Regions from separate parts of the Mus musculus genome. Here all the other regions are linked to region 1. Evidence: chromatin contacts called from public HiChIP or PLAC-seq and promoter capture Hi-C data. All regions are on one chromosome and are shown on one strand. Each heading gives the region's core, a stretch centred on a gene start, on an enhancer-like site or on the middle of the called end of the contact. The rest is flanking DNA. Distances are from core to core; before and after follow the strand shown.

What was found. Promoter capture Hi-C pulls out the DNA fragments that hold promoters and counts their contacts. HiChIP or PLAC-seq counts read pairs in DNA pulled down with a chosen protein or histone mark.
Region 2: a contact with region 1 is called in a promoter capture Hi-C map of hippocampal neurons, with 13 times the contacts expected there. The contact joins the enhancer-like site here to the promoter of Tafa2 in region 1. A contact is called at or near these places in 9 of 39 promoter capture datasets (the 3T3-L1 cell line, the C10 cell line, the SN4741 cell line and 6 more), 2 of 115 datasets of contacts at active chromatin or transcription factors (embryonic forebrain and stem cell-derived neural progenitor cells) and 1 of 9 other capture datasets (embryonic stem cells).
Region 3: a contact with region 1 is called in a promoter capture Hi-C map of second pharyngeal arch cranial neural crest. The contact joins the enhancer-like site here to the promoter of Tafa2 in region 1. A contact is called at or near these places in 8 of 39 promoter capture datasets (the 3T3-L1 cell line, cranial neural crest, frontonasal cranial neural crest and 4 more) and 2 of 115 datasets of contacts at active chromatin or transcription factors (embryonic forebrain and embryonic limb bud).
Region 4: a contact with region 1 is called in a promoter capture Hi-C map of hippocampal neurons, with 17 times the contacts expected there. The contact joins the enhancer-like site here to the promoter of Tafa2 in region 1. A contact is called at or near these places in 14 of 39 promoter capture datasets (the 3T3-L1 cell line, 3T3-L1-derived adipocytes, the C10 cell line and 9 more), 16 of 484 Hi-C or Micro-C datasets (the C2C12 cell line, Sertoli cells, adipose-derived mesenchymal stem cells and 12 more), 6 of 115 datasets of contacts at active chromatin or transcription factors (astrocytes, embryonic forebrain, embryonic hindbrain and 3 more) and 2 of 9 other capture datasets (adipose tissue and liver).
Region 5: a promoter capture Hi-C map of the SN4741 cell line shows a contact between it and region 1, with 6 times the contacts expected there. The contact joins the enhancer-like site here to the promoter of Tafa2 in region 1. A contact is called at or near these places in 9 of 39 promoter capture datasets (3T3-L1-derived adipocytes, the C10 cell line, the SN4741 cell line and 6 more) and 3 of 115 datasets of contacts at active chromatin or transcription factors (embryonic forebrain, embryonic midbrain and embryonic stem cells).
Region 6: a contact with region 1 is called in an H3K4me3 HiChIP or PLAC-seq map of craniofacial prominence, with 20 times the contacts expected there. The contact joins the enhancer-like site here to the promoter of Tafa2 in region 1. A contact is called at or near these places in 4 of 39 promoter capture datasets (3T3-L1-derived adipocytes, cranial neural crest, maxillary cranial neural crest and 1 more), 5 of 115 datasets of contacts at active chromatin or transcription factors (craniofacial prominence, embryonic forebrain, embryonic hindbrain and 2 more) and 1 of 9 other capture datasets (embryonic stem cells).
Region 7: a promoter capture Hi-C map of liver shows a contact between it and region 1, with 8 times the contacts expected there. The contact joins the enhancer-like site here to the promoter of Tafa2 in region 1. A contact is called at or near these places in 8 of 39 promoter capture datasets (the C10 cell line, the SN4741 cell line, cranial neural crest and 4 more), 1 of 484 Hi-C or Micro-C datasets (nephron progenitors) and 1 of 115 datasets of contacts at active chromatin or transcription factors (stem cell-derived neural progenitor cells).

What each region holds. Positions count from the first base shown.
Region 1 is chr10:123,262,061-123,266,344 of GRCm38.p6, forward strand. Tafa2 (TAFA chemokine like family member 2) reads left to right here and starts at 2,016. Exons shown (of 5, transcript NM_001252387.1): 1 at 2,016-3,481.
Region 2 is chr10:126,159,061-126,163,344 of GRCm38.p6, forward strand. No RefSeq gene overlaps it. Among named protein-coding and RNA genes, the nearest start is that of Gm30041, 67 kb to the left of the region's middle. Within about 2 kb of position 2,426, at least 10 of the 459 cell types and tissues checked have an H3K27ac peak or open chromatin away from gene starts, as enhancers often do. A contact at or near this core is called in hippocampal neurons, where this site is marked.
Region 3 is chr10:126,142,285-126,146,568 of GRCm38.p6, forward strand. No RefSeq gene overlaps it. Among named protein-coding and RNA genes, the nearest start is that of Gm30041, 50 kb to the left of the region's middle. Within about 2 kb of position 2,062, at least 38 of the 459 cell types and tissues checked have an H3K27ac peak or open chromatin away from gene starts, as enhancers often do. A contact at or near this core is called in second pharyngeal arch cranial neural crest, where this site is marked.
Region 4 is chr10:125,994,822-125,999,105 of GRCm38.p6, forward strand. It overlaps Lrig3 (leucine-rich repeats and immunoglobulin-like domains 3), which reads left to right. Exons shown (of 19, transcript NM_177152.5): 5 at 613-756; 6 at 1,794-1,937; 7 at 2,241-2,384; 8 at 2,783-2,926; 9 at 4,129-4,209. Among named protein-coding and RNA genes, the nearest start is that of Gm29997, 17 kb to the left of the region's middle. Within about 2 kb of position 2,405, at least 18 of the 459 cell types and tissues checked have an H3K27ac peak or open chromatin away from gene starts, as enhancers often do.
Region 5 is chr10:125,946,720-125,951,003 of GRCm38.p6, forward strand. No RefSeq gene overlaps it. Among named protein-coding and RNA genes, the nearest start is that of Gm29944, 10 kb to the left of the region's middle. Within about 2 kb of position 1,777, at least 29 of the 459 cell types and tissues checked have an H3K27ac peak or open chromatin away from gene starts, as enhancers often do.
Region 6 is chr10:125,920,065-125,924,348 of GRCm38.p6, forward strand. All of the region lies in intron 1 of Gm29944 (a long non-coding RNA gene), which reads right to left. Among named protein-coding and RNA genes, the nearest start is that of Gm29944, 16 kb to the right of the region's middle. Within about 2 kb of position 2,282, at least 15 of the 459 cell types and tissues checked have an H3K27ac peak or open chromatin away from gene starts, as enhancers often do.
Region 7 is chr10:125,898,367-125,902,650 of GRCm38.p6, forward strand. No RefSeq gene overlaps it. Among named protein-coding and RNA genes, the nearest start is that of Gm29944, 38 kb to the right of the region's middle. Within about 2 kb of position 2,400, at least 10 of the 459 cell types and tissues checked have an H3K27ac peak or open chromatin away from gene starts, as enhancers often do.

The DNA.
Region 1 (4,284 bases), core at 766-3,265:
ATGTATATTCATTTAAAAAAATGTAGTAGAGTTTTGAGGAGGCAGAAAGGTTAACCAGATGGCAGGTTATCAACTCCAGGGTTCTGCTAAGGCGGATGAGTGTTTATCATTTTGATTTGTGTGTGTGTGTGTGTGTTTTGGAAGGAATGCAAAGTATTTTGTTTCAGAGTCCCGAGAGTCCTGATTTCCACACCTCCATCTGAGTTATTTGGATTCATTTGCCTGGAGATTAAACAGAGAACACAAAGGCATTAGGGAATTTCAGCATCATTAGGTGTTGGGTGAGGATCTGTGGATGGGGAAGGTCCGTTTTATTTTGTAATCACACAGTTATTCCCTTTACTAACTTTTTAATGTGCTTGTACAAATACAGTGGATTAAATTGTAAAAAATAAGATTTAAATGCCCCACATTTTAGCAGCAGAAATAATAAGATAAATTGATAGGCTTTCATGAAACCATAAAGACCCTTAAGAATTAGACACGAGAAAGATGATGGGGGAAGGCCAGGGTTTTGAAGTTATGTTGAAATGATTTTTTCCTTATAGTGAAGAATACAGGTTTTAATGTCATTCTTGCTTGAAATCTATGGCTGATCAACAGACAGAAAATTACAGTAAGATTTGCAATGAAACAGTGCCAGGTTATTTAAAAAGAAAAAAAAAACAACAACAAAAAACCTTGTTCCCCCAGGAAATGAGTTACCATGTAATTGTGATAAAATAAAAGTCTTTAATCATACGAGACACTGGTCTTTTGAAAGAGGTCATTTGAAGATATGTTGTGCACAATGATTGCCATGCCCCGGAGTCTCACAAACCTACCAGATACAATCGATTAAAATTCAAAACCCTATATTATTTTGTTTTGGATTTTTATTTGAAATTGCTTCAGTTACTCCCAATTGAAAAAGTAAATTATTGCCTTTTTTAAAGAGTAGACTAAGTACAATGATCAAGTTAGAAAAGAATAAATAAAAAATTCAAAATGAATAGAAAACTGTTTAATCATGACCTTGATACATATTTTCTATTTAAAAGCACACAAATGCCTAAGGCACACCTCCCACTAAATGACAATGTTCACAAACTCTAAACAGCAAAGTTACAGGTGTGCCTAGCTTAGTTGTGTCTGACGTAACAAATCTTTTTAATAAAATTTGCAGGAATGCTTTGTTAAAATAGCCCTCCCAAATCAACTACATAAAACCCTTTAGATAGAAAATAAGGCTAAATTATGTTACCATAAAATCACCAGCTAAAACATATTCCTTAGTTCTTAGTAACTATGGTAATAAGTGGTAGTTTATAGATGGTGGAAAGAATTATGCTAATCTTTCAATGACTCAGGGCTGGGGAAACACAACTACTTAGACCTGGGGAGAATTTAGCTAGTTTGAAAAATTAACCTAGTGGAACGAGAGAGGAGTCAGTTACAGACAAGATCCCTGAGTAAGCGTTCCAGAGTCGACATTTTCTCTCATTGTGTCTAAGTCTTACTCATTTTTCGTACTATCCTAACCACTAGCTTAAATGTTTTCTCATTCATAAGCACGATCAAAATGAGCTGAGTCTAAGAAGTCCTTTCTTGGAAGATCTTATGTACACCGCTTAAACCAGGACCCAATTTGGCCAAACCTTAAGGACATGACCTTCTAGGATCTGTCTCTGAAATCTCTGTAAAGTTAGGATATTCCTTTAGCAATGAATATGCTATCATGGGATTGTGTTAAAACCCCCTTAACTTTGACTCTGTCAGAATTTGTTAGTTGTAGAAATTCAAAATCCTCTTAAATCGGATAGTGTAAGAAAATTCTTGTTTATTTTTTTGGAAGAAAAATTATGAGTCTCCGTGACAGCCGGCAAAGCGTTCTAATCCAGATTTACCGCTAGAGGGAGACATAGTCCAGCATTTGCAACGTTTGCTGTCTTATACTTTTTTTTTTTTTTTTTTCTTTCTGCAGGAAGGTGGTTTGCTCTCAGCATCTGCAGCCACTGCTGACAGAATTGGGAGGGAGACAGAGGGAGTCAAAGCCTCCCGGTCCAGCCGTCCCATTTTACTGCTTAACTCAGCCTGGAGTGTCAGAACCCATCTTTGCCTGCCTTCTCTGTGCTTTGTACAGTGGGGCCAGTCGCTCCCAACGGCCAGCCCGCTGAGTGGAACAGGGGTCTAGGGTGGACTAGCAGGGCTCTGCCCGTTGGGGTGACTTTCGAACATTATCTTTAGTGTATTTTAACAGTACAGAGCTTGTGGTGGGACTCAGAGAGGGAGAAGCTTTGATTGCTTTTTAAAATTATTTTATTTTATTTTATTTTTTGGCTTTTTTTTTTTTTTTCTTCTGGTGATCTGGATTTGTTTCCTCGGGCCCCTCCCCTTGTTCCGTTCTTTCTCACTCCCGCCTTTGGCGAAGTGACACAGGCGACACCTGCTCGCTTGTGTCTGCTGCTGGAACTCGCACCTCCAAGGTGGTGAAGGTGCCGGCGCGCTCGTGACTTGGGGGGACAGCAGAGGGGTTCCCTCCCTTGGAGCACACGATGCGGAGAGTGGCGGCGGGTGGGATGCGAGGAGCTCTACCGGCTGCACTTGGAGGCGCGATCGAGGGGCTGCAGCTGGCCGGGAGTTGCTGCTAAGTGGACGCGACTCGACGGCGCCCAGGTGTCCGAGAGGGCACCCGCGGGACCCGAGTGCGAGCTGCGGGAACGCAGGCGTCTCCCGGGGAGGACGCCGGCCGAGCGCACAGCCCGCGAGCCTGCTCAGAACCGCTCCACACCGGGAGCCTGCAGACCTGGGAGAGCCGGGGAACTCGAGGAGTGTGCTCGGCGGCGGAGGCTGCTCTGCTGAAGGTGAATCACCGCGTCCAATTGCCTTTCCCTAGAGAACCCGGGGGAGGGCGGGAGAGGGGGAACGTGTGAGCGCGCGCGTTTGTGTGCAAGGGAGAGCCGACGCGGGGCGAGAGGAAAAGTCCTCGCTCGCCGCTCAAAGCAAACAAACCGGAGATGGAATAAGAGCGGCGGTGGCTGGAGCCCGCCTGGATCCTCGCAGTCGCGGGAGCCGAGCGCACCACCGCGCGCAGCGCATCGCCGGGGACAGCGGGCGACCGCGGGCGCCGCCGGGGGCTGCGGAGACTTTGGCTCTCCCCCTCGGTCGACGACCCTTCCGATTACTTTGACACTGTGGGATAAAGAGCAGAGCCCGGGGACCGACCTCGCGCGCTGCACCTTCCTTTTGCTTCGGGGAAGGGGGACCCCAGCTTGTAGGTGAAGACGCTGCCGAGCCCCCCTTTAGCCTTCGGAGGAGGCAGCACTCACACTCGCTCGCCCTCTGCGAACACACACCGGCGGACTTGAGGTCCCTATGCCCCTGGATGGTGCCAGCGGACCGGCATCTCGGAAGCGATGCAGGAGCGGTGAGGCTGGCGTCGGCCCGCGGAAGCTACCGGACCATCGCTAGGTGCTGCCGCCCCCGGGACGCCCGGCTGCAGGTAGGTGCGAGCCGCGCCTTCGGGGGCCTTCGGGCTTTGGGGACCACAGTGGCCGCGCGAGGTCTGCGCGCCTCCACAGCCCTCACCAGTACTGTCTCTTCCCTTGACTATCAACTGGGCCCGGGGGCAGAAACCGGCTCGTCCCAGGAGGCCAAGATGAGGGTAGCTGTGGTCCCGCAGTCGGCATCCTCCTGCCCCCTCCCCTCCCGGCAGACGGCGAGGATAGGGGCGGGGAAGAGGGACGCCCGGAGGGGGACAGAGCCATGGCAGGAGGCTTGGGGAGCAGGGTCCATCTTATTTCAGAAGGCGAGAGACCCAGGCGAGGACCGAAATGGGGTTCAAATGGATCCCTCACCAGTCCTGGCTGGTGGGCATCTGACACTTTTCATAAGCAGTTGGGGGGGGGGGTCGCAGTCAAGGGAGAAATCAGTGAGGGGTGATGGTCCACGGGAAGCTCTCGCATCTGGAATGTCTACTTTCTGTCCACTTCTGACTAGTTAATTCCCAGGCCTGTCTGCAGAGGGTGGGCGTTTCCAGGAGAATATTGACTCGTCCACCTCTAACTATTTCCACAAAGAATCACATTCATAAGTTCCGGGGCCTCACCCGCTTAAAGGTTTATTTAGCTCTGGGAACAGTCTCGGTATTACCGAAGGAAACTGCTTTCTGTAAAGGGTACTTCAAGGGAGCTTTCCTAAAGTATCGTTTAATAAACAGCGTTGGCGGGGGGTGTGGGGGAGAGCACAGTTCGGGGTGTGGGGGTGGGGGCCACGACTAATGGCTTGTCATTTCTTTCCGGGTAG
Region 2 (4,284 bases), core at 1,176-3,675, 2.9 Mb after region 1:
GATTGCACACAAGTAAAAGGGAGTGGATGTTTAAGTTCCAGCCCAATGTCTGGGACACACAGTTCTGGTATTTATTCATCATAGTATTAAAATAAAAGTATTTAAATCTAAACCAGAGGTGAGCATACCAACCAAAGTAAAATATGTATGGAAATTCTATCATAAAATATGTTACTTTGTATGTTAATTAAAGAAAAAACAAAAACAAAAAACAAAATCCTAAATATCCGTGATGATGCCCGTATCCCAAACTCAAATAAGATGGGAACAGAAGCTCGTAGTGGCCATGTTTAGGACGTGCTGAGAAGGGCTGAGGAAGCTGGTGAGCGTTTCCTTCATGAGCAGATATACTCTGACTTTTACATAAGCGTTTCTATGGTGGTGGAGTTTAATGTGCCAGTGGCTTGTGTTTCTGGTTCATACGTAGCCTGAGACTGAAGTTATGACCTCACTGATGCAGAAACATCTTCTGCTCATCCATCGAACAAGACTTTGATAATGAGTAGACAGCCATGAATGACAGCTTCTTAGGATAGCTTTGGTCTTGTTCTTCTCTGTGAAGCCTATGAGTAAACTCAGCTCTCCAGAGCTTTCTCCAGTGAAGGGCTCTCCCCTAGATTTCTTCTGGCCTCACCCCTTCACCTGATGACTCCTCTAACCAAAACAAACAAATTAACCAACAAACAAAAACAAAACAAAAACCATAACAAACAAACAAATAACAACACACACCCCCCAAAAAAACCCAGTACAACCAGTAACCATTCGCTCCCCAGGGAGCCTCTTACTCCATAAGAACAGCTTACATCTGTCCCCTGTTTAACTCAACAACACGGTGAAGAGTGCAGGACAAAGACGAGCTCAACAGACGACCGCAGAGGATTCTAAAAGACGAAAATTGGTTCCAAAACGTGGCAAGTGCATAGACATGTGCTCAAAATATATGCAGATTGTTTAATATTAATGCCCATGCATAATTCTTAATATTCGCATACTGCTTTTAATTTGTATCAATCTGTGGTAATATTTATAACAAACACTGCTCTTTTGCTTACAGTAGTGGCACAGATTTGCCTTTTCAAATGACTAATTTTTTTTTTAAATTGAATGCAGCTTTAAAAATTTGAAAATAGTCTCATGCATGCTGGTTAATGTAAAGCAGTCAGAGGTTATGGGGGTAATACACGTGAATAACTTAATGTAGAAGGAATTCATTCTGGCACCAATGTTCAAGACTGCCTTGGTACCCCTCCCTGCCACAAAAAGGAACTTAAATATGCAAATCACCTACAGCTAAGTTAACTTGATAGTCCTCTTATTAAGAAATAATTACCAGTTCTCCTGTCTTCTACCTTGAGAAATAATCATAAAAAGAATCTTCTGTGTCATCATGAAACTATAAGCTGAAGGACAACTCAAGCAAGGTGAGCAGGTGACTCACGTGTCAATGAAACAAAAACACAGTCATGAAGGTGATGGGAAGATGCCCAGTTGCTCTGGCAACTGCAAAAGCTTCCTGAGGCAGACGTCGTGGACCTAAGGCCTGAGGAGAGTGCACTGGGAGGGAGCAAGGACTAGCAGGTGTGGGTAACTGAAGAGAAAAGTGTGTAGGTAATAAGTGAGCTCCACACAGATAGGACAGAGCTAGACATGAAGAACTGGATGTGGCAAGAAACAAGACTGAAAAGACAGACAACAGATCATGAAAAGGCCTACCTCTGCAGCTCAAACTCCCTGCCAGAGGGAAATGGAAATGGACATTTGGAAGACCTTGAAGGGAAGCAATGCATAGCGAGATACCAGAGCGCACACAAGTCAAGTTCCCAACAAAAGATGGAGGCTGATGCGTAGTCCCTAATGAGACCACAGATGAGATCTTAAAAGAAATAGTCCATACTAAGTGGCCTTGATTCCCTTCTACAAGCAAGCAGGGGATGTGAAGGATATCATGATGCTCATATTTGCATTACAGATGGAGGTGTTTTGGGGGATGCAGGGCAGCTAAGGATGGAGGGAAGAGATTGGACCTGTCTCCATAACAGAGTGTAGAGAAGACAACAGTAAAGGGACAGAAAGCTGGGAGGAAGAACCGCTCTAGGAGCCTGGTTTCCCAACAACAATGGCAGAGGCCAGGTCTCTCCTGACCTCTGAAGCTATTGACCTAGTTTCCCATGGCATCCATGTCTGGGATTCAGGAATGGAGACTGTCCCAGATGTTGGTCCATTTGGAGAATTGGAGATTAGCTACTACCTACTGCATAGCTCTGTATGGTCCCAGAATTCACAAAACAGAACTGCTAACCAATGCCCGTTACCACCAGCAGGAATGCTGTCTGTTTCATTTTCAAACACTTCCCATTTGGCCATGACCTGTGACCTTGACTGTCCTCATAATCGGATGTAAATTTATTAACACCTTTGAGTTGGTTGCCTGCAACTGTATGTCTTGGCCATCACCCAAGCCTTTTGTTCCCTACCATTCATCTCATGCTGTGTGTTGCTTTTCTTTAAAAGCCTTTTGCAGCTCTGAGTTTTTGGATTGCTATCTGTTTCTCTCTCATGCATTCCTTCGTTAAAATTGATTTCTGAATGAGGAAAGACTTTTAGAGAGATACCAGAACCTAAGCACCAGAGGTAGGGATGAGAATAGCCGAGATCTGAGTAACATTATTTTAATTGCAATTTAAAGCCAAAAGGCAAAGACTTAGCAAAGGGTTGGTTTCATTACAGTTGTTCCATGCATGAAATGAACCATTACACACTGGAAAAGGAGAAATCATTCCAGAATGGCTTAGTTATAACAAACACAATGAGTTCCAACAAGCTGTTTTTAGTCCCATGGCCAAAAAATGCATTCAGTCGACATTTAGGATTTTTTTTTTCTTGATGCGGCGTTATATTTTGAAATGTTATTTCATGTTGTGCTCCTTTCTAGAACATCTTTGCATTGAATAATGAGAGAAATGACCAGCTGGTCTCTAGTAGTTACAAAGCTCTTTATAGGAGGCAGCGGGATGCTGGCAGATGGTGATTTTAGGTGGAGGTCTCTCTAAGAATAGGTTTGTGGCACCTTGTTTGTGTAAAATATACAGCCTCGAATTTCTGAGAATCAGGGCATGGTGGTTTATTGAGATAGCAATTTGTATTTTGATCTCAATGCAGTCTTGTATTCCTTCATTAAGATGAGAAAATATTTTGGGCTCAGTGGATTTAAGGTATAAGGCCCAAGACAAAGATACTCAGTAAGAGCCTTTCTTCCTAACTGTTGATTTTAAAATTCAGAATTGAGACTATTCTAGGACCAGGAAAGGAGAGGAATATAAAGAAAGGTCTTCAGGAGCTGGAAAGCAGGAAGAATAGTTGTGCATCTTTAAAGAAACTGAATTACATTAACTTTGTGTTTGTGTGTGTGTTTGTGTGTGTATGCCTGTGTCCATCTGTCTCTCTGTGTGTGTCTGTGGGTATGCCTGTTTGTGTCTCTGTGTGTGTATCTGTGTGTGTGCCTGTGTGTGCATGTGTCTGTGTGTGTATATGTGTGTGTATATGTGTGTGTTCATGCCTGTGTCTGTCTGTCTGTATGTGTGTGTTCATGCCTGTGTCTGTCTGTTTGTCTGTGCCTGTATGAGTCTGTGTGTCTATATGTGTGTGGCTGTGTGTGCCTATGTCTCTGTGTCTGTGCTTGTGTTTGTCTGTCTGTGTCTCTGTGTGTACCTGTGTCTGTCTGTGTCTGTGTGTATCTGTGTGGGTGCCTGTGTCTGTCTGCCTGCCTGTCATGACTCTGTGTGTATATATCTGTGTGTGCGCACGCACGTGCCTGCGCATGTGTCTGTGTGTGTGTCTGTGTGTGCCTGTCTTTTTGTCTGTCTGTCTGTGTGTCTGTGTCTCTTTGTGTGTGCCTATGTGTGTGTCTGTCTGTCTGTCTGTCTGTACACATGCATGTCACAGAGTATGTGTGGAAGTCAGAGGACAGATTGTAGGGGTCATTTCTATCCTTCCACTGTGTGGGACCTGGGAATTGAACTTAGGTCAACAGGCTTAGAGACAAGTGCCTTTAGCCTTGAGTCATCTCAATGGCTCTGAATCTTTTTAAAAAGTGGCTGGGAGTGGACAGTGGTATGTGGTAGAGCAGCAGAATTGACCCTGACTCCTTCAGAAGCCCTGCCATGAAGCTCTAGACTAGGCAGCAGACATCAGGACCCTACTTCTGCTGCTTGGCATAGGTGGATCCAAGTCCCTTAGACTTTAAGAAGACATTAGGAAGGAGTCCTCTGTTAGTCATGGTCA
Region 3 (4,284 bases), core at 812-3,311, 2.9 Mb after region 1:
CAAGCCTGGGCCAGAGAACAAGCCAATATTGTGGAACTCTGCCCTCTGGGAGTGAGGTGGCCACGGCCCTCTAAAAATCCTACAAATCGGTGTATTCGGGGTTACCCTACAAACCCTCAGGAGACCAGCACCATTGGTGTCCCCTCACAGAAGGAAAGGAGAGGGCTCAACCAAACCCTCAACTGAGAGTCCGGGGCACTTCTCCTCTCTCTGGCTCCCTGCACAAGTGGTGCTTGGTCTAAGGCTTCTAGAGGACTTAGGGTATAGACTGATGTCGGGGCTCCATCTTTGGTACTGTGGGGGGCACCAAACGCTGGCGCGATGGTTGTGCTTTTTGGTTATGCCTGGGACTGAGTCACTTGTGCTCCTAATTCGTTGATTTACCAAGCTGGGACTTTATATTTCTTCCCATCTCCCCGGGAAAAGAAAAGGGAGCAGGGTAAAAGCTCTAAGTCAGCTCTGCAAGCCAAGAATTCCTTCCTTTTATTGTGCATCGTCTCAAGCTCCAGGGAACATCAGAAAAATCAGTTCTGTGAATACAAGACCCAGAAACAACTGGATCCGTAGGACAGCTGCCCTCGCGTTCACTCTCTCCAGTTTTAAAGCGGCTTCGCAATGCACAGGGTTCAGCACATCGGCGTGCTCTGTGATTCCAGCACAAATTCTTCCTCTGGGATGAGCTATTAATCTGCAGGAGACTCGGCCGTGTCCGGGAATATCACTCAGTGTGATCAGTTTATATAAATTCCTCTAGCTGTACAAAAGCTGGTGCCAAACAATCAAATAAGCCAAAACACTAGAAGAACGAAAGCAAAACCACATACAAAAATATCAAATATAATAACTGCAAAGAGTCAGAGTTTGAGAACATGGTTAACAGACAGGCAGAAAGTAAGCACGGTTGATGTTTTTTAGGCTGTCCCCTCCAGCCCCCTGGGAAATCATTTCAGACTATTTCAGAACCTATACATATTTTCACACTATGTGCAGTTGTGAATTTTTATAGTTTGTGGTACTATAATTGCGTTAGAATTACTGAAGTTGCACCTGAACTGTGGTATATTCATAAGAATCACCTTTTGATATTTGGCACTAGCTTATTGAAGGAACTCAGCTACATTTTTTTTTTAATTCTCTGAGCTTCAATTTTTGAGGATACAGTTCAAAAGTAGTTTGGACTATTTTGCAAACATAATCACTCGTGTTTATTTCACTTACACCAGTCTCTCCGCGGTCTTCACTTTGTTCTCTGTCCATGAGCAGTATCCTCCAGTATTTAAATAACCTTATTTAAATATTTACACAGCCTGCATCCTCATAAAATAATTTCTTGATGGTACTGAGCCAAGGAAGTGTACCAGTTTGACCAACTGTAAAGCCATCTACATCATTATAATATGTATAAAATGATCGTAAATATGTAACCGTGAAACCTGTTGTCCTGCATTAATTATCCTACACATTATTAATCTCATTGCACTATGTTAATACAATAAATATTATATAACAGTGAGTACATACACCTTGTGTATTTGAAGCTTACGTGTTGTCAGAATTACTGGTAATTCTGGAAAAACGTACCACCCAAACTCCACATTCATAATAAGAACGCATCTTGTTTCTTTTATGTGTTTTGGATTTCGGCTACCGGCCCTGAGAACTTCCTAAATGAGAGGTAGGAACTCTGGCAGAGGGAGCAGACACAGGGAGTCTCCGCAGTCTGGAGCTGGCCGCACAACCTGTGGAGTCAGAGTTTCCTGAGCATGCGCAGTTCATCAGCTGTGCCTGGCGAAGCTCCTGTGTGATACACCAGCTTTTAACTTACAAACACTATGAGGTCAGAGAAGACTGTGGACAAAAACAAAGAATCTTAATAACGACATTTTAAAATGCTAGTTTTAAAGGTGACCTTTTAAAATGAAACTGATTTATTTATATCCGACAGATTGGTCGATCTCATAGAAATCAAGGTTTTAGAAGACAGACTGCAGGCTGCTGGTTTGAAACTTAGGCTGTTGGTGGTGGGGATGCGGTGCATGGCTGCTAGAGCAGCAGAGAAATTTTCTTTGAGGGTGTAGTCAATGTTGCAGGCTGCTCCACTAAATAACGCCATCCGTGTTCATGAAAGCAACCCTAATTAAACTCAGTGGATCACAAACAAGCAGAACAAACAGATAAACACACGTGAAAATTGGAGTGGAGTTTGTCACGGAGAAAGATGGATGAGAAGGGGCCATGAGGTGAAATGACTGACTGGCGGTATTATATACACAAGTGCGATTTTCAAAGAATAATCAGTTTTTAAATAATGACAGCAGATCCAGGAGACAATGTTTTCTTTCTTAGGGGCTGCTCTTCCCACCCTTCTAGGAACTCCTACATCCCCACTCTTTCTCCTTTCTCTTCCCCCTTTCCACAGGATATGTATGGCTTTCCTCGCTTCCCATGACTTCTCTCCTCTTCCCTTTCCCCCTGGCCACCATTCTCTGCACCACAGCATCGCTCACTCCCTTAAATGACCGTCCTGCTCTCTCTTGCTCGCTTTCGTTTGCTTATATGAAAATGCCTCTTGGCAAAGTCTCTCCTCCAGATACCCCCGGCCCTCGCGCAAAATGCCTGGAAAATTAATTCCATGTACATTTTAGGAAATATCGCTCACAGCTGCATTTTTCCATTAGAAATGGTTTCAAAGGCTACAGAAAGAAACCACAGCCAAATGAGGCAAAGTTTAAGTGAGAAAACATGTGCGGACCATTAAGCCGAGTGACAGGAAAGAGGTTACATTTCCAGAGCTACGGAGTTCTGCAAATGCCCTTCAAGCAAACAAGAGCATTTTTTTTAAAACTTAAAAAAGAATCAGACTGTCAAGGCAGAATTTACAAAAATAAAATTCACATTTAGACTGAAGGATAATTAAGGCTCAACTTCGTAAGCAACTCGTAATCAGGGGCCACATATATGAAAGTAACTTGAGGAGTGTGCTAACGATGAAAGAGAGTGCACCAATAGTTCACCTCATGAATTACGATGACCCTTTTGACTGACATAGATGTCACTCCCCATTTTCTGATTTTTTAACATGTCATCTATATACACATAATAACAAGATTAATAGCAGTGAACTATTGAAGCATTACCTAATCTACTGTGTTTGAGAAGAAATAATAGAAAAAACAGCTCTTTTTACAGCATTCCCAGTTTCAGAAGAATCTGCATACATAGTCTTGTTCCATAGGGGGCTAGCACTGTGTGTCTTTGAGAGAAATGAAGTGGCGTGCTCTGTTGCTTAAATACCTTGAAAAGAAAGTGGGATGTAGACAGGGTTTGGCTGTGATAGTAAGCGGCCATTTTGACTTTGTGAGGCTGAATGTCCATTGTAACCATGGGTTTTCTAAATCAATCATGAAGGACCTGATGTGAAATATTAACTCGATGGCCAAGGATGTCTATGAGTTAGAAAGACCTCTAAGAGGAGGGGTAACAGGGAAAATTGGAGGCTTAATTTACCCCGTGGCTGACATCTTGCTTCTCTGCCACCCTACAAAGGTCAGCTCTGAAACACAGCTTGGTTTAGAGGAGCCATTGCAAACTCCACCTACCAGCCAGTCAGCTGACTTGGAAACTGATGACAGCTCAGGGGACAGCTCAGGGGAGCATTTCCTCAGCAGTGGCTTCTGCTGAGAGAGCTCCATTACAACTGTGTCCTGAAATGCCACAGGGCTGGAGATGTTGAGTCAGGCTCCAGTAGCAATATATACATTCATGCATACATACGTACATACGTACATACACACATACACACACACATACACATGCATACATACGTACATTTATATATACATACATGCATGCATACACGTACACACATGCATACATACACACATACATGCACACACACACATGCACACATATAATTTATCTTAACAATGTTTCTAGAGTGGAGCTAAAATTCTTTGCAGAATCAGAACACTTTTTTGTTTGTTTGTTTTGAGACAAGGTTTCTCTTTGTAGCTCTAGCTGTCCTGGAACTCACTCTGTAGACCAGGCTGGCCAGGAACTCTCAGAGATCCACCTGACTCTGTCTACTGAGTACTGGGATTAAAGGCATGTGCCACCAAGCCACAACACTCTTAAGAGTGCACAGGCTGTGTAGGGACTAACTAAGAGTTCAAGGCTGAGTTTCATTTCAGGGTAAGAATGAGCACATTATCCCCCCCCCCCCACCTCCCCAGATAACAGTGTCATATACCAAGCTCTGTGGAATTGGTACCAACAGCCCTTGGC
Region 4 (4,284 bases), core at 1,155-3,654, 2.7 Mb after region 1:
GATCTGTCAGTCTTTGCTGTTAGTATATGTATATTAGTTACTTGCTGCCTGTACTCAGTTCCTGACAAGAAGCCATTTGAGAAGGCTTGTTCTGATTGACAGTTTGAGGGCACAGTTTTATCATGGCAGAGAGGGCATGCTGGGAGAAGTGGCAGGCAGCCCTGTGACATTGTGGTCAGGAAGTCAGGCCAGATTATAGAACCCCAAGTCCCGCCCTCTGTGGTCTACTTCCTCTAGCTAGGCCCTACCTCCTGAAGATTCTACAACCTTCCAAAAGAGTGCCACCTGCTGGACAATAAGTGTCAGACCACATGAGCCTACACAGGACCTTTCTTATTAAAACTACAGTGTGTGAATCTTTTTATCTTTATTTACTATTTTCCTGGTACTGGATATAAACCCAGGGCTTCTTTACCTGGCAAGCACTCTGCCATCGAGCCATATCCCAGTCCATATGTGTAAACCTTAATTTGTTCACAGGGAACTCAGTATTAACAATTTTAAGGGTGCACTTATGGTCACTGGAGAGTCTCTGCAGTGGGGAGATTGAAAGCACTTTAACTTCCCGAAGAAACCTGAGCAAGCCTCGGCTGACCTTCAAACTCTCAACAGGTATATCAATAACAACCGAGTGTCGTCCATGGAACCAGGGTATTTTGACAATTTGGCGAGCACGCTCCTGGTGCTGAAGCTGAACAGGAACCGCATCTCAGCCATCCCTCCCAAGATGTTTAAACTGCCTCAGCTGCAGCACCTGTAAGTGAACATGGCCTCTAGGACATCACACTCTCACCTCTGAGCCTCTGGGGTCCAGGTCTGATGCCCACAGTGGGACAGGAGAAGTTTAGGGGCAAGCACGTGACTATCCTCGCTTTCATGGCGCAAGTGGTGGAATCTCCTGATTGGGAAAAGGCTTGCCAGTTACCTCATGCCAGCAGCTGCCTGACAGGACATGCTAGATGGTGGCTGAAGGAGCAGGGTGATCACTCTGCTGCCCCTTCACAAAGGTGCCATTGTGGACCTGAGGAAACCACAGCGTCTCTCCATAGCTGTGGTTTATGAGAATAATACCAACAACTTCAGGGTGCTTTGATAGCCTAAGTGGCAGTAAAGAACTGTCTCGTTAAGAATGGTAGAATGGTTTGTGAACAAGGCTCCCGCAACGGCACTTTTCAACCTTGGCTGCACATTACAGAGACTTGGGGAGCTTTTTAAAACCCCAGAGCCCAGGATTCACCCTAGACCAATTATACTAAAACCTCTGGGGGCTGCAATTCGGGCTTCGAGAACTTTTAGAGCTCCCTAGGTGGTTCTAGTGTTTGGCAGACATAGAAAGTGTTGCAGCCTGCAGGAAGGTACCAAACTGAACGTTAATTGGGAATGATGGTAGAGCTTTGCATACACGCGGGGCAGGATTTCTACACCATTCCCCGGCACCCCTCCTGCTTTTCTGGGATGGTTATCATGCTCGTTCTGCATCAACAAAGGCTGAATATAAATTTGTTGACTACTATCCTGAGTGGACAACCATTTAGAAATGAAAATCTAGTGTGTTTCCTTTATTATATTATTCATATATATATATCGTGTTTTACATAGGCATTCACTCCCTGTAATAAATTGGAGGGGAAAAAAATGAAATCCTTGTCAATAAAGTGCCTGGGAAATGGAAAACATTCTTGCAGTTTTAGCACTGACTGGGTTAAATATATTGCAGCGTATGACACGTTTTTCTTACCATTAGAATTTAATTGTCACATGAATTAACGGCTTAATTGTAATGTCCAACACAGTGAGCTGAACAGAAACAAGATTAAGAACGTGGATGGACTCACATTCCAAGGACTTGGTGCACTGAAGTCTCTGAAAATGCAAAGAAACGGAGTGACAAAGCTGATGGATGGAGCTTTTTGGGGGCTGAGCAACATGGAAGTCCTGTAAGTGTGGGTTACCGAAGTTCCCACTCAGATACACTGACCCCCAAATACTGAGTGGACACCTGGTAGCTCTCCTTTGAAAAGCCTCATTAGATTCTCATGCTATACAATCATAGTTATAATTACTTAGTCATGTTCCAGGTGAACTGCATGAATCTTTTGCTGATCTCCTTATATATCAAAGCCGACTATCTAGGCGTGTTAGGGATATGTCATCAGTTGCTTACAGCCAGCTATGCATGGCTTTGAAGAGAGTAGATCGTGAACTCTGGATCCCACCCTTGGTTCTCATTGTACATGCAGGCAGCTGGACCATAACAACCTAACCGAGATTACCAAAGGCTGGCTCTATGGCTTGTTGATGCTGCGGGAACTTCATCTGAGCCAGAACGCCATCAACAGGATCAGCCCGGATGCCTGGGAGTTCTGCCAGAAACTCAGTGAGCTGTAAGTTGCCTTTTATTCTCCTCAGGTTCGAGAGCAGGGATCCTGCTGGAGTAGGAGTTTCTTACCATTGACCTGTGAAATTTTTGCAACAAAGTTGCCAAGGCGACAGCCGCTTTTCTGTGTGCCCCTGATGCTGTGTTTTCGGCTGTGATACTTTGGAGCCAATGCCTCTCTTTGCAGTTCTTTGTCGAGTTGACAGAAGTAGTCATTGTTTCATGGACTATTTATTTAATTTTAATTACTGGGATTAGGAGTAATGTTTACCTGGTTACTGTAAGGCAGAATGTTAAAACAGGATTATTGTAGTTACATTTATTACCTCTTTTTTAGAAAACAGATTATTATGTTGAATGGAAAGATAAAAGCTTTGTTGTTGTTGTTGTTGTTGTTTTTTGCAGAGACCTGACTTTCAACCACTTATCAAGGCTAGACGATTCCAGCTTCCTGGGCCTAAGCCTACTAAATGCCCTCCACATTGGGAATAACAAAGTCAGCTACATTGCTGACTGTGCCTTCCGGGGGCTTACCAGTTTAAAGACTTTGTAAGTTACACATTTTGCTCTTGGTACACGAGCCTAATTGGTTCCTAAATGTGCCCACTTTTCTCCCAGCAGATTTCCTTTGTTGTTGAGGAAATGTGTACAGCCTCAAAAGTGGGCTCTTAATCTTTCCCAGAGCAGTCTGATTAGAATAGATCTATTTCATCCATGTGTGTTTCTTAAAGGGATTTTAAAAGGACGCTGATCAGCGTGCCTGGTGATTGCAGTGTCCCTCTTCCACGGCATCGCTAGGAAGTTCAGAACTGCTGAAGAAAAAAAAAAAAGAAAGATTTAAGTCCACTAAGTTTTGTCTTTATAAAATGCAGATTAAAAACAAGACGCAGCAGAAAGAACTATAGAAAGGGCCTGAAGGGAGCCGAGTGTTTATTCTTCTGGTTCCCACCCTTTGATTTCTGTCCTCAGGAAGAAAAGCATTGCATTAACTGACCTGAAAAATCTCTCCAATGTTAATTTAATGTGGGCTTCAGGATTTTGCACTCAGAAACCCTGCGCTCTGTCCCATCTGAACCATTAGAGTGGAAAGACATGCTATATGCTTTGGCTCTTCTCTGTCTTTGTGATGGGGACTTGTTTTTCTTTTTCCTTTTCTTTTCTCTTTCTTTCTTTTTTCTTTTCTTCTTCTTCTTCTTCTTCTTCTTCTTCTTCTTCTTCTTCTTCTTCTTCTTCTTCTTCTTCTTCTTCTTCTCCTTCTCCTCCTCCTCCTCCTCCTCCTCCTCCTTCTTCTTCTTCTTCTTCTTCTTCTTCTTTTTTTTTTTTTTTTTGAGACAGGGTTTCTCTGTGTAGCCCTGGCTGTCCTGGAACTCACTCTGTAGACCAGGCTGGGCTCAAACTCAGAAATCCACCTGTCTCTGCCTCCCAAGTGCTGGGATTAAAGGCGTGCGCCACCACTTACTGGAAGGAACTTGGTTTTAAATTTTAATGTATATTTCAAGTTGTTTGAGACGTGAGTGCTTAGTCACCTTCACTTAACAGGGCCAGGGTTACTGTCTTGATTTGGGGGAAGTTTTTAAAGTGTTGAGTGCAGGGTTCAGGATGTGAAAGGCACCTTGGAGAACTGAGTTTCTTCTTCTGAAGTGGGTGAAGGTGGGGGATTCGGAGGATTTTGTTACAAATAGGACACCACCTGGGTAGCAGCTAAAGTTTCTGAAAAGTGACTCTAAAGAGAATACCCGTGTTTTCCCTAGGGATCTGAGGAACAATGAAATCTCATGGACCATCGAAGACATGAGTGGGGCATTCTCTGGGCTGGACAGATTGAGGCAACTGTGAGTATGATTCGCCTACTCTATGACTTAAAATTGCTGTCTTCATTGAAGTCAGACTCATCAGGTGACATCATA
Region 5 (4,284 bases), core at 527-3,026, 2.7 Mb after region 1:
CAAACACTCCATGCCCAGCCACGCTCTTGAGCGTTTGTGTGTCTTAGTCATTAGCACAGTAATAGTCCTATGCATAATATCCCTTCTTGTGTGTAAATCAAATGAAGTGTTTATATAAAGCACACTATTGTTCTTGTTATTTTTTCATGGTGGATGCTGACTGCTTTCAAAATTACTTCACTATTGTTTTACTATGCTGCCGTGTTTTCATTTCGTGCTGCCCTGACAGTTCTGACGTTTTAAAAATATGACTGATTTCTGTTAACACTTGTTTTAATTATTTTATGATTTGTTTTTGCATTTCAAATGTTTTGCCTGCATGTATGCCTGAGCACCTCTTACCTGTCTAGTGCCAGTGGAGGTCAGAAGAGGATACCAGATTCCATAGAACTGGAGTCACAACCAGTTGTAAGCTGCAATGTAGGTGCTGGGAATTGGACTCAGGTCCTCTGAAAGAGCAGCCAGTGCTCGTGAATCATTTATCCAGCTCCTGTACTGATGTTTTTAAAATACAGAAGTCCCAGGTATTCACAGGGTTGCTTGTGCAGAGAGGGCGTAATATGAGAATGTTGGTTTCTAGTCATACTTTTCCTTGTCTTTTATCAACTTTGGACAAGTATGGGCAATACTTTCAATTCTGTGAAAATAGACACACCCATTGAAGACACAAAGTATGTCTCACGGTGACAACTTCCAAACCTTGGAATCCAAAGCTTATACTCAAGAATGCCATCCACGGCAAATGAAGAGCGTATGCGACCGGCCAAACTTCTAGCATATGTGTGTGACTTCTAAGGCGTGACTTCAGCTTCTTGGGTTGAGACGGATCCTCCAAGCTACTAAGCTATCATTTAAGCCTTCTCCTGATCACATAAGTGTCCGATTGATCCGTTCCTAACTGACACACTTTATTTACATCTAGTCTTTGAAGGCATACCCATACCCTAACACCGCCAGAAGTGGGTACAAGCTGTTTTGTTCAGTTGTACTCTTGCGTTAAAAATATCACTCATGAGAAAGAAAAGGCTCCGAGGTATTGAAAAGGACTCCCCATTCTGAAACAGAACTTAACCCTGTAGGGTTATCACCACAGACAAGGCTGGCAAAGTATCATGGGAGTCAGAGAACAGCATGGGGCGTCTTAATTTGTTTTACAAGCTGCCACCCCCAAGAGTATAAATAAGACCTGATAAGAACTATAAGCTTTCCAAATCTCTGATTTATTTGTCCCCTCAGTCCAACCACCTAACGTGCTCTCTGAAAAGCTCAAATTTCTGCCCTGGGAATCCCATGTCATGTTTAATTCAGTTGACAGAGGCAGACCCTCCTCTTCTAAGGGAAGCTTAGAGGCCCACATTCAAAAGAGTCTTTCATGTGTTTTATATTTAAATTTATAAAACTAAAACTAACCAACTTCTGGGACAAATAACGTACCAGTTCTGAAATAGGTTTGTTGGATATCTTCATTGCTTTGCGCCTTGCTTGGGACATGGTTTCTTTCTTTCTTTTTCTTTTTTTCTTTTCTTTTCTTTCTTTCTTTCTTTTTTTTTTTTTTTTTTTTTTGACCACGCAATGTAGAGACTGAAGAAGCCCTTCAAACTAATTCTCTTGACAGAGGGGATAATTACAAAATGAACCGATTACAGCTGGTTTAGAGGATGGCAGTTGAGGCAAGCAAAAACTGGATTTCATTCACTGGGCAGCCAGCTCCCTTCACAGAAGCAGATAGCAAGACTTGCAGACAGACTAGATTCTATCGTTCAGAAGCATCGAGACCCACTGCTTGAGGTTGGATGACAAAGAGTGCAGTTATTTTTTTTTAAAGAAAACGGAGTGAAGGAAAGAAATGATGCGTTTGTTTGCAGTATCTCAGCAGCTGCTGGCCATGTAACTCTGGATCTACCAGGGAGCCCATCCGTTCTCACTCCACTTTGTTATTGATGGACCCCACGATCCTGCGAATGTTGCTTCAACCCCCTGGCTCTTGTTTTAAAATAAACTGCATTTTAAAAATAAAATTACAGAGGGATTTATACAAAATAATTTAAAATATATCAGTGAAAAAAATTAACTTTTCTCTCCATTGTTGCCTTACGATGACATAAAACAGCTGGGTCCTGGCCCGCGTTATCCATCGAAAGGAAAGAAAATACACCTTAAATGGGTTTTGTTGCCAAATTCGGAGGATATCTCAGACGATCTGATTTTAAAGTCTAAGCCCCATGGAATTTCACTCTGGGGCCTTCATGGCAAGCATCCAGTGCTCTGCACTGCCAGAGGATAGAGAAAAAGTAGACTGGGATTTCAAAGCCGAAAGGGCAGGCAAGCCAACACTGAGGGAGCATCGATCAGCAAAGGCCGCAACTCCCGCAGCCAGCTCAAAAGCGAAAGGAGTAAGAACTTATTAATTTGAGGAATGTTAATTATTTTTGTGAACCGATGCCAGCCAGAGTAGTTAAAACACAGGTTTCAGTTTGTAGAGGAGGGAGGGGAGAGGGCGATTGCATTAGGAGGTGTTTGCAAAGCCTTTCTGTGAGGTCTCCTCCGCACAGCAGGGGTGCCCACACCTCCCTCCCCTCCCAACCCCCCACCAACTCCAATCCTTTGGACCTGCTTTAACCAGTTAGTGCCAGTGTGAGGTTTTAACCATCTTTCTTTCCTGATTCCTTTTCCACGTCATAAAGACAAAGCATGAACCTGGTGGGTAGAAGCTGCTTTCCAGTTTCTTCTATCTCGTTCATGCTATTCCACTTTAGATCCTATCTCTCTTCCGAGGACTCACCCCACAGCCCGAGCAATGGCCACCTCTTAGTCCTTGTCACTCAGTTTGGTGTATATGCGGTTTGACCTACTCTTTCTGAGCTATCACGCCCTGCCCCACCACCCTGTCATGGTTTCCACCACCCAACCTTATTCACATGAGTTCTCACAGCCACCGTCCACCTGGCTATTTCTCTCCAGTTGAGACACAGGGACTTGACACGGAATCACCTGGCTATTTCTCTCCAGTTGAGCACCGGAACTTGACACGGAAAGTCTAGACCCACGGATTTCTTGGTATGCTTGTGCTCTGTATGAACAGATTTCATGAATTCACTACGGTCACCACACGAAGGTCACCTGAAACTCAACCTTGTGTCTTTCCCCCCACCCCCACCCCTTTATCCTGAACAAATTGCGTTTTACTTTGGCTTCACTTTTGTATACCCTTGACTCACAGAAGCAGTGCGCTCTGGCTAGCCGTAGTTCAGACCGCCCATCTGAGTGTCCATGGTTCATACCCTGGCTCTGAGCTCTCTCTAGAATCTTTTCCTCAAAGACTTCACATCCTCATAGCGGCGCCACTGTGTCCTCAGATACTGACACCGTTTCCTCTACGGATGATCGTGACCTCTAACTCCTGCTCCAACCATCCACATCAAATTACCTGATGGGCGCTAAGCATGTAGCCAACCCAATGTAAAAGCACAACAGGATTTCTACAAAAATTCTCCCCCCTGTTTTCCCATCTCTCCCTGGCCCGTTCCTGCATTGGGTACTTGAGTTCATTGCGACTCTCTCCAGTGTCTAGCTAGGACTCAGTTGTCTTTTCTCCGTATCTGCTTATCATGGCAAACTCACTTGACTCTGGAAAGACTGCATCATCTTGAGCTCCTCTGTGTTGATTAGCAGCTGCTAGCCGAGACAGACACTCCTCTCCATACACTGAGAGCATTGAGCTTTTCCAGTTTGCTTTTCTATCACTTCATTATTTTTCTCATGTGACAACTATATTTAAATTGCGCTGTAAAGAAGGGAAAATGTGATCCAATGTTACACGACCATTTATTAGGAGTTTGCCATATTTCCCTTAAGTCATTTCAAAATGCCCTTATCATATCAAAAGCAGAAAGATGCCATACTCTGTATATACTGACTAATATTTCTGTCCCTTTTCTCTATGATACTACATAGACGTTATATCACTACCTCATGGCACCAGTGATTAACACAGATTCCCTAAAATGAATTATTTGAGGACAGCTTTGACCTGAGTCCTTGCTGAACCTCCAGGCAACAGGGAATGTAAGAACTATCAGGAGGCTTGCAACTGAAATGTTAAACAACTTTGCCATCAGCCTTCCTAAACAGTAATGAGCAACACTTCCTGTCAGGTTTTCATAGTGCCATTGGCCACTTGGGCACAAGCAGGTTCCCTATCACTCAGCCTGACCAATAATATCAGCATCTGTACACACAAGAATACTGTATCCCATCTCTCAATAGCATCTTCTCCACCTAGAC
Region 6 (4,284 bases), core at 1,032-3,531, 2.7 Mb after region 1:
AGGATCACTAGGGCACCTGTCTCAGCTGCCCTAGGATCACTAGGGCGCCTGTCTCAGCTACCCCAGGATCACTAGGGCACCTGTCTCAGCTGCCCCAGGATCACTAGGGAGCCTGGCTCAACTGCCCCAGGATCACTAGGATGCCTGTCTGTCTCAGCTGTCCCAGGATCAGTAGGGCGCCTGTCTCAGCTGCCCCAGGATCACTAGGGCACCTGTCTCAGCTGCCCCAGGATCACTAGGGAGCCTGTCTCAACTGCCCCAGAATCACTAGGATGCTCTGTCTCAACTGCCCCAGGATCACTAGGACACCTGTCTGTCTCGGTTGCCCCAGGATCACTAGGGCGCCTGTCTGTCTCAGCTGCACCAGGATCACTCTTTTCTGTGACTATTTGTTTGAAAATCTATCACTTTTTAATACCATACAGTGACTAAGGGAATGAAATCCATGTGAATGATTACTTTCGTGGTGCCAGATGTAATTATTATAGTAGTTTCTAGGTAGATGTTGAATGAATCATATGACACACACACATAAACACACACATACATACATACATACATACATACATACATACATACACACACACACCACACACACATACACACTCAGGCCACACACAAATACACACATATGTACACACTACATACACAAACATGCACACACACATACACACACATACATACACATACACACATACATATGCATACACACCACACACATACATATACACATACATAAATACACACACCACATTCACACACACACACACACACATATATATATACACAGAGCACACACACATTCATACACACACATATATACACACACATACATACACACAAACTACACACACTACACACACCACACACACATACATAAATACACACCACACACACATGCATACAGACACATATACATTGTGCCCATTCGTAACACACTATGTGGTCTATCTCTAATAGTTTTCTCGCTATCTGCAAGATGAATTAATAAATCTAACCTGAGTAATATTTTAATTATACAAGTATTTTAAAAATTCATTAAGATATTTAATGTACTTGAGGAAAGGTACTAAGAAAATTTAAATCTCTAAGACATGACAATGCCCGTGTGTTTGCTGAATGACTAACCTTGGAGCAGGAGCATTCTCTCAGCTACTACAGAACACCCCTCAGCTCTATAAATACGGATAATTAATACTCCCTGTGATTAACACATGAGAATGACGTAATAATAAATGTAATGATAAGGCTGAGGACACTCATTCTTTTCAAGAAGTGACCCAAATAATTAATTACAGATTGATATCTACCGAAAACACAAAGAAAGGCTCTGTGCTATAGAACTGGTTCAACCCAGTTCGGACTGTAACAATTATTTGGTAAAGATGATCTAAATGCATTGCTTAAAATAAACGTGCCATGCAAAGTTTTGCAAATCCTTAAAATGTTCTCACTTTATGTATGCGTCGTATGGGTGAACTAACCTCTCACACTATCTAATCCTTTCCACTTCAAAAGCCCTTCACATATTGGTTAGAAAATAAAATAAAATAAAAGACTAATAAAAATAAAAACCACGTCCCCCAAGAAGCAGCGACATGTGGCCCAAACCAGACAGTGAAAATAAAAAGACCTCAAGCCTGGAGATTGAAAAGGGAAGACAGAATGGTCTCAATGTGTCTCTTTCCTTGAAATTACAGGAGGCACAGCTTTCCCCTCCTCCCTCCTCCCCACTCCTCTCCTCTCCCTCCTCCCCCTCCTCTTGCTCCTTTTCAACTTGCAGACCAGCAGATTGATTTACAGCAGTGGCTTTGAATGCAGGACCATCTCAAAAACACAATTCACAATTTTCACAGCATTCAAAAGCATCCTTCATCTTTCCTCTCCTTTTTCTCTATCATCTTCCATATCTCTTTTGTTCCTTCCTCTAGGTTTGAAAAGGACCTAGCCACCTCTGACCTAGCATGTTGAAACAAGAACACTTCTAATTGTCTCCCTGTCGGGTTAGGTAAAAGAAGAAATGTTCCCAGCTGTGTCCCCTACGACTTACTCAGACTATCACACTGCTACAGTTCACGGGGACCCTAGTGAAGTCTTGGCTGCAACTGCCAACACTCCTGAAATATCAATACAGTAAACTAGCAGGCATCAAAGGGATTCCTAAATCACACCAAAGACAGCTTTACTACCCATAAAGTAGAAAACCCACGAAGAAGAGAAGCTGCCCTGGCTTGACTGTTTATTGGCCAGGTGGAACTGATTAAGAATGTGAGAATCTGTGGTACCAATAATCAGGGGCGTCTTGTGTTCAACACAAGAAAGGGTTTCACATAACCTAGCAATAGCAGGGCACCAGTACTCAAGAAATGCAAACTAGCAGCTATTTATACTCAAGATCTGGGCTGGACAGGCTAGCTCAAAGAAAATAATATTGGAGGAGGGTTGGAGAGGGCAGAAATCTACTCTTGGAAACCACGGACCAAGATCACGGCTTCTAGGCCGATGAATGCAGAGATGACCCCAAGTGAATTCAGCATGTGCCATATTAAAATAGACGGGAAGCTTATGGCTAGGTCTGGACTCATTTGAAGTCCTCTTTATGATGGAGAACAAAATATGGGCTTCCCTGCTGGAGATGATTCTTGTCTATGGTCCCCGTTACCAGATGTCAAAGTGGGAAAAGACACCACTGAAGAATAACACTCCAACGAAGTTAGACCAGGAGACATTCTGTCTCCAATCTTTGATCAGAGGAAAATAACTCTGCCTTAAAATGCTAAAGTACTAAGGTTCAGAAAGATATTACATATGGCTAGGATTTATGGCACAGATGTACAAGACCTTGAGAAAGATATTGAGGCAGTATGGCTCTAAATGTGTTTGTAGTATATTTATAAATAATCTATCAGGGTGGTAGTGTCACATCCCTTTAATCATAGCACTTGAGAGGTGGAGGCATGTAGATCTCTGATTTTAAGGCCAGCCTGGTCATTATAGTAAGTTCTAGGATAACCACGGCTACACAGAGAGACCCTGTCTCAAAAAGACAAAAACCAAAAACAAAAACCAAACAAGCTATACAAATAGTCTATGTTATCTTCTCTTATGTTTCCTGTCATTCATTGTGCAATTCAGAAAAACCAAGAGGGAGTTATGCCAAAATCCCACATCTTTATCATAAAAATCATAGCTACTGAAGACTAATAATTTCAATAAGCTTTCCAGAGAACTTGGTAGCTTTCCACAAAATAATAAGAAAATGAATATACGAAAAATTAAAAATGAGTTTAAAATTTAGAGTTTGCTTTTAATTAAAAAGTTCAGCCTCCATCATATTAAAAAACTCTCATCAAAATATTTTATAAACAGTTTTCAAAACTCATTTAATTTCAAATGTTAATCCATTAAGAACTTTAGAACATAGATCATTAATTGTAAGCGACTATCAAAGGAGATCATCTTTGCCCTGAATATACAAAACATAATTTAGTTAAAAATAAAAATGCTACTTTTAAAGGGAAACCACACATAGAAAACTTTGAACAGATAATATGTGTAGAGAAAAGTACATGCTTGGAAATTATACATCAATCATCAATAAAATAAATACAGAAACACAGCAAGAAAAAATGTAGAATGTAGAATTTAATTGCATTATTATAATACTGTACAAAAAAGAAAAAATTAAAACCATATTGAAGACATTAGCATATATGAGAATTCATTCTTCCACAGTGTTTCCATGATTGCTTAGACATTGCTGCTGCGTGTACTCCAGGAAAGTTAAGAATATGGCCCAATGAGACATCATTAACTGATATTCTAGGGGGAGGGTAAGATTTCCTTTCTAACATTACTGAACATTTCTTAAGTGTGAATGTAGTAGCAGACAACAGTGCATCACATTGTCAAAAGTTGAGCATGCTTGATCAGAGTAATTCTTTGTGATTCTAGACATCAAAGAAAAGCTATACAGAAAAGCAAGAGAGTTTTTGGACATTGGGTTTTGTTTTAATGATGAGACCAGTGCTGGTTTAAAGAATGGCCCCCATAGGTTCATTTATTTAAATGTTTAGTTATTAGGGAGTGGCATTACTTGGGGGAGGTTAGGGTCTTGTTGGAGTAGGTGTCAGCTTGTTAGAGAGACTGTGTCACTAGGAATGGGTTTTCAAAAGCTCGAGGTAGGACCATTGTCTCTCTAGTCCTACTCCCTGTGGATCATGATGTAGAACTCTCAGGCATTTCTCCAGCATCATGTCTGTCTGCATGCCATGACAATAATGG
Region 7 (4,284 bases), core at 1,150-3,649, 2.6 Mb after region 1:
CAAGGGAGAAAACAGAAGAAAAATAAGAACCGTATAACAAGAACACACCTCAGTTCTTTGAAAATATATGAGCCTGCGGCAGATAGCCAGTCCACATCAAATGACTGATGAACTGAACCAAGAGAGAAAGTTCAAGTGAGTACTGTTTTCAAAAAGAAGCCTGAAAGTTATTTGAAGAGAAGAAAAGGTGCTATGAGAACATTTTACATAAATACAAACAGTATGTTTACACACCCCAAAATTAACACTGGAAAGAGGACAGATAAAAACTAAGCAGGCAGCTGAAAAGAGACACTTCAACCCTATAAAACACAACAGAGGTGGGCAGTCTTATGTCCTAAATTACAGCTTAGGAAACATTGTTTGATATAAGAAGAAATGGAATAAAGTATAATCATACAGAAACTTAGTAATAGGGTTGATTACTGGACTCATTTGAATTTATAGACATTGAAATTATGTTTCCATGTGCCATGAAGAACATTAATATTTATTATGAGAACCAAAGACATTAACAAGGCAAGATGATTTGAGTAAAGAAAAAAGTTATCAAAATGAAATAAAAAAAAAGAAAGAGTAAAAGACTCCTCAGGGTCTGTGTTTCTGGCTCAAAAGGAAGTCACTTGACCTCAACCATTTGCACCCATGCCTGACATCCCCATCCCCATGTCCAGAGCCCACACGATAGAAGCAAAGAGGCAAAGACCACAAGTTGTCTGCTGAGCTCCACACAGGTACCCATGTGAGGGCAAATGGATACACACATACCTGTTTGGACAAATAAATAAAACTTAATGATCATTTTTTAAAGAAAAGAGTTGTCATACTTAAAAAGCAAAAGAAAAGTCCAAAAGGCAAACAAGAAGTAATTAATCAAACAAACAAAGAAACAATAGCACAAAAAACAATGGAGTTGGCCAGGCATGGTGACCTACAAACAGGGTGAGTTCAGGCCAGCCAAGGATACACTGTGACAGAAAACGAAAAACAGGAAAACCAAAGAGACAGGGAGAGGAAGATGGGGAGGAGGAGGGGAGGGGAGGGGGAGGGGGAGGGGAAGGGGAGGAGGAGGGGGAGGGGGAGGGGGAGGGGGAGAACCTCCTCTCACACTCCTGGAGCATGGAAAGAGCAATGCTTAGGACACAATATCTGAACAAAAATGAACCATTGCAAAAGCATAGGAACTATTTCAAGGGAGGATGCAAGAAAAAAGATGTTTTCTAAAAATATACAAACACACACACACACATACACACACACATATTCGCACTGAGAAAAGATGGGTTTTAAAAATACCTCTGGCATCTGGCATCCTTCTCTGCAGCTGTAAGTTTCTAAAATAATGGGGGGAATGACAAGAGAGTTCCTAGAAATAAAGTTATGGCTCAGAACTCTTCACACTGCAGAATGGAAGGGAAGTGGCGGACATGGCCAGAAAGAAGATCACAGGCAAGTGGACTCCTCTCTTACAGTCCGTCACAAGGCAGCACGAGTCTAAACAATTTCCATCTGTTCTTTGGTTTCATTCTCATATGGTCCTGATAATGGAGGCCTTGGTTGTCATTTTAAAATGGAGAGGGGTCTGGAGAACTGGTCAGTGGGTAAAGAGCTCGCCGCACATATGCAAGGACACAACTTAGAATCCCCAGTCCCCAGGTAAAGACGGCTGTGTGCATTTATATGGTGAAATCAAAGATGGAGATGGGAGAGCCCTTGGAAGCTCTGAGGAAAACTTCCTTGCATAAGAAGAGGAGAACAAAAAGCCTCACCCTCAAAGCTGGTAACAGATAAGACTGACATTTGAGGTTATCTTGTATTCTCTATGTATGGGTTATGGCATATGTACCTATATTCACACACAACTTGGTACACACACAAACGTGCACATATATTATACACCCACATGCCATTTTTTAAATGAAAAGGCAGAAATGTAGACCAAGCAGCCAGGCCCTCACAGCCCTATTTCTTACCCACTCCCTGACCTTAATTTTCATCTTTTGAACCTCAGATGGACAGACTGGACAGTGACCTATGACATGTCTGTTCTTCTGTCCACAGCCATCCTTCTACCTTGACCGTCCTTTAAGATGCTCATGCCTTTAATCCCAGCACTCAGGAGACAGAGGCAGGCAGATTTCTGAGTTCGAGGCCAGCCTGGTCTACAAAGTGAGTTCCAGGACAGCCAGGGCTATACAGAGAAACCCTGTCTCGAAAAACAAACAAACAAAGATGGACACTCTCTCTAATCCCAGTACTTCCTGTTTGTTGCTTCACTTCTTGTCTGCTCCTCCACTTCCTGTCAGTTGCTCCACTTCCCGTCTGCTGCTCCACTTCCTGTCTGCTGCTCTATTTCCTGTCTGCTGCTCCACTTCCTGTCTGCTGCTCCACTTCCTGTCTGCTGCTCCACTTCCTGTGGTTGCTGTTGGTTGGTTCACTTGTTCCAGTCTGTGTTACATGATTATGCTCCTCAGCTCTACAAATCCTGTAGCTTTCCCACATCTTTGCCTCTTGTAAAGCTGTTTGGTTTTGTTTTATGTGAAGCACATGGCTCAGAAAGCAATTGGGAACAGAGTTTGATCCTAATATTATCTGTGTGTCTTCAGTATCCATAACATTGCTGGACATTGTATTTAAATATAGACTTGGTAAACTCTTTCTAGTGAATTTTGATAGTTCTTTTTTTTTTTTAACTCTCTGTGTTCTTGCTCCTTTTTCGTACTTTTGTGGGGCCCACTGGATAGACAGAGTATTCCTTTCCAGTGTAAATTAAACAAGGCATTTCTATTTTTCTCTTTTCAAGATAAGACTCATTCTAATTTGCCCACCAGGGTCGGTAGTTTTCAGAGTATAACAAAGAATACAGCATGCCCTAACTTCCACCCTCCCTCCCCACTACATTCTCTCTCTCTCTCTCTCTCTCTCTCTCTCTCTCTCTCTCTCTCTCTCTCTCTCTCTCTCTTTCTCTCTCTCTCTCTAGTTTTCTTCCAGGTCTTAGCAGCTACATGGAAATGTATCCTCATTTAGAAAAAAATGGGTTCCACTAACTTTTGGTTTGTCTAGCTTTGTTTTTTGAATTAGAGCTCACATGGCAGCCCGAGATGAACTAGATTTTACTATGTCACCGAGGCTAACCTTAAAGTCAAAATGACTCCCTGTCCTCATCTTTCTGTTTTAACTACACTGTTAAAAGAAGAACGTAATTTAGATTTTCTACACAGAATCCATAATATAAAACAGTCTCAGTAGAGAACAGCCAGTGCTGCAGAATTCAGCAAGCATGTGTGAATCCCTCAAGGATCCCAAGTCCACCCATAAAACAGATGCGCACATACAAATTTACAGTATACGTGAGTGCATGTATAGGCACACATATTTACACATTATTTTATATTTTAGTATTTCAATATAAATATATTTTAATAAAATAGGTATGCAATATATTATTTAAAATAATGATATAATAAAAGGGAACTGCCACCCAGGGGACACAATGGATAGCTGTAATATCCTTTATATTCTGATATGACTTGAGATTACTCTGTGAAATATAACATGACATATTGGAATGCCATGGTTGTTATTGCTCATGTTCTCTTAGCATCTCAAAAGTGTCATTGGCTCTCACAAAATGAGTCTGGAAGCACATACCTCCTCTTAGCAAGCTGCACGTCTTTTTCTTTGCAGTTTTTCCACTTCTGTATGTTACACCATGTGAAGTTATTTGTATTACTCTCTTAAATATTTAAGTTATGTGAACCTAAATTTGCATTTCCATGAATTCACAGAGGCCTCCTATTATATGGTTTTGTATTAGGAGAATTCTACCATCTACACACACACAAACACACACACACACAAAAGTACCCCATGAAATATTTATGTTATTCGATTGCCTGCTTTATTATGGTACAAATGAATAAAAGCTTTGAACAAATCTTGCTATGCAGTCCTTTTTCTACATTTACAGTATATTTTAAGGAAATATCCCCAGGGTCCACTATTAACTGTGTCCTTAGGCACAGGCTGGGGATACAGTGCTTCTCTCGTTCTTCCTTTCAAAAAGACCCACTGTGCATTTACTGATCTTTTTAAATGACCAGGTAAGACTGTTATTTAAATGAGTGTCATGAGACATGGGTCCAAAGTTAAAAGGAACCTGATCTGGTTTGAACTGTGGAAGAGTGGGGTCTTCACTATCAGATGTGAGGCACAGGACCCTCACCATCAGATGTAAGACATGGGATTTTCATCATCAGATGTGAAGCACGGGATCATCACCAT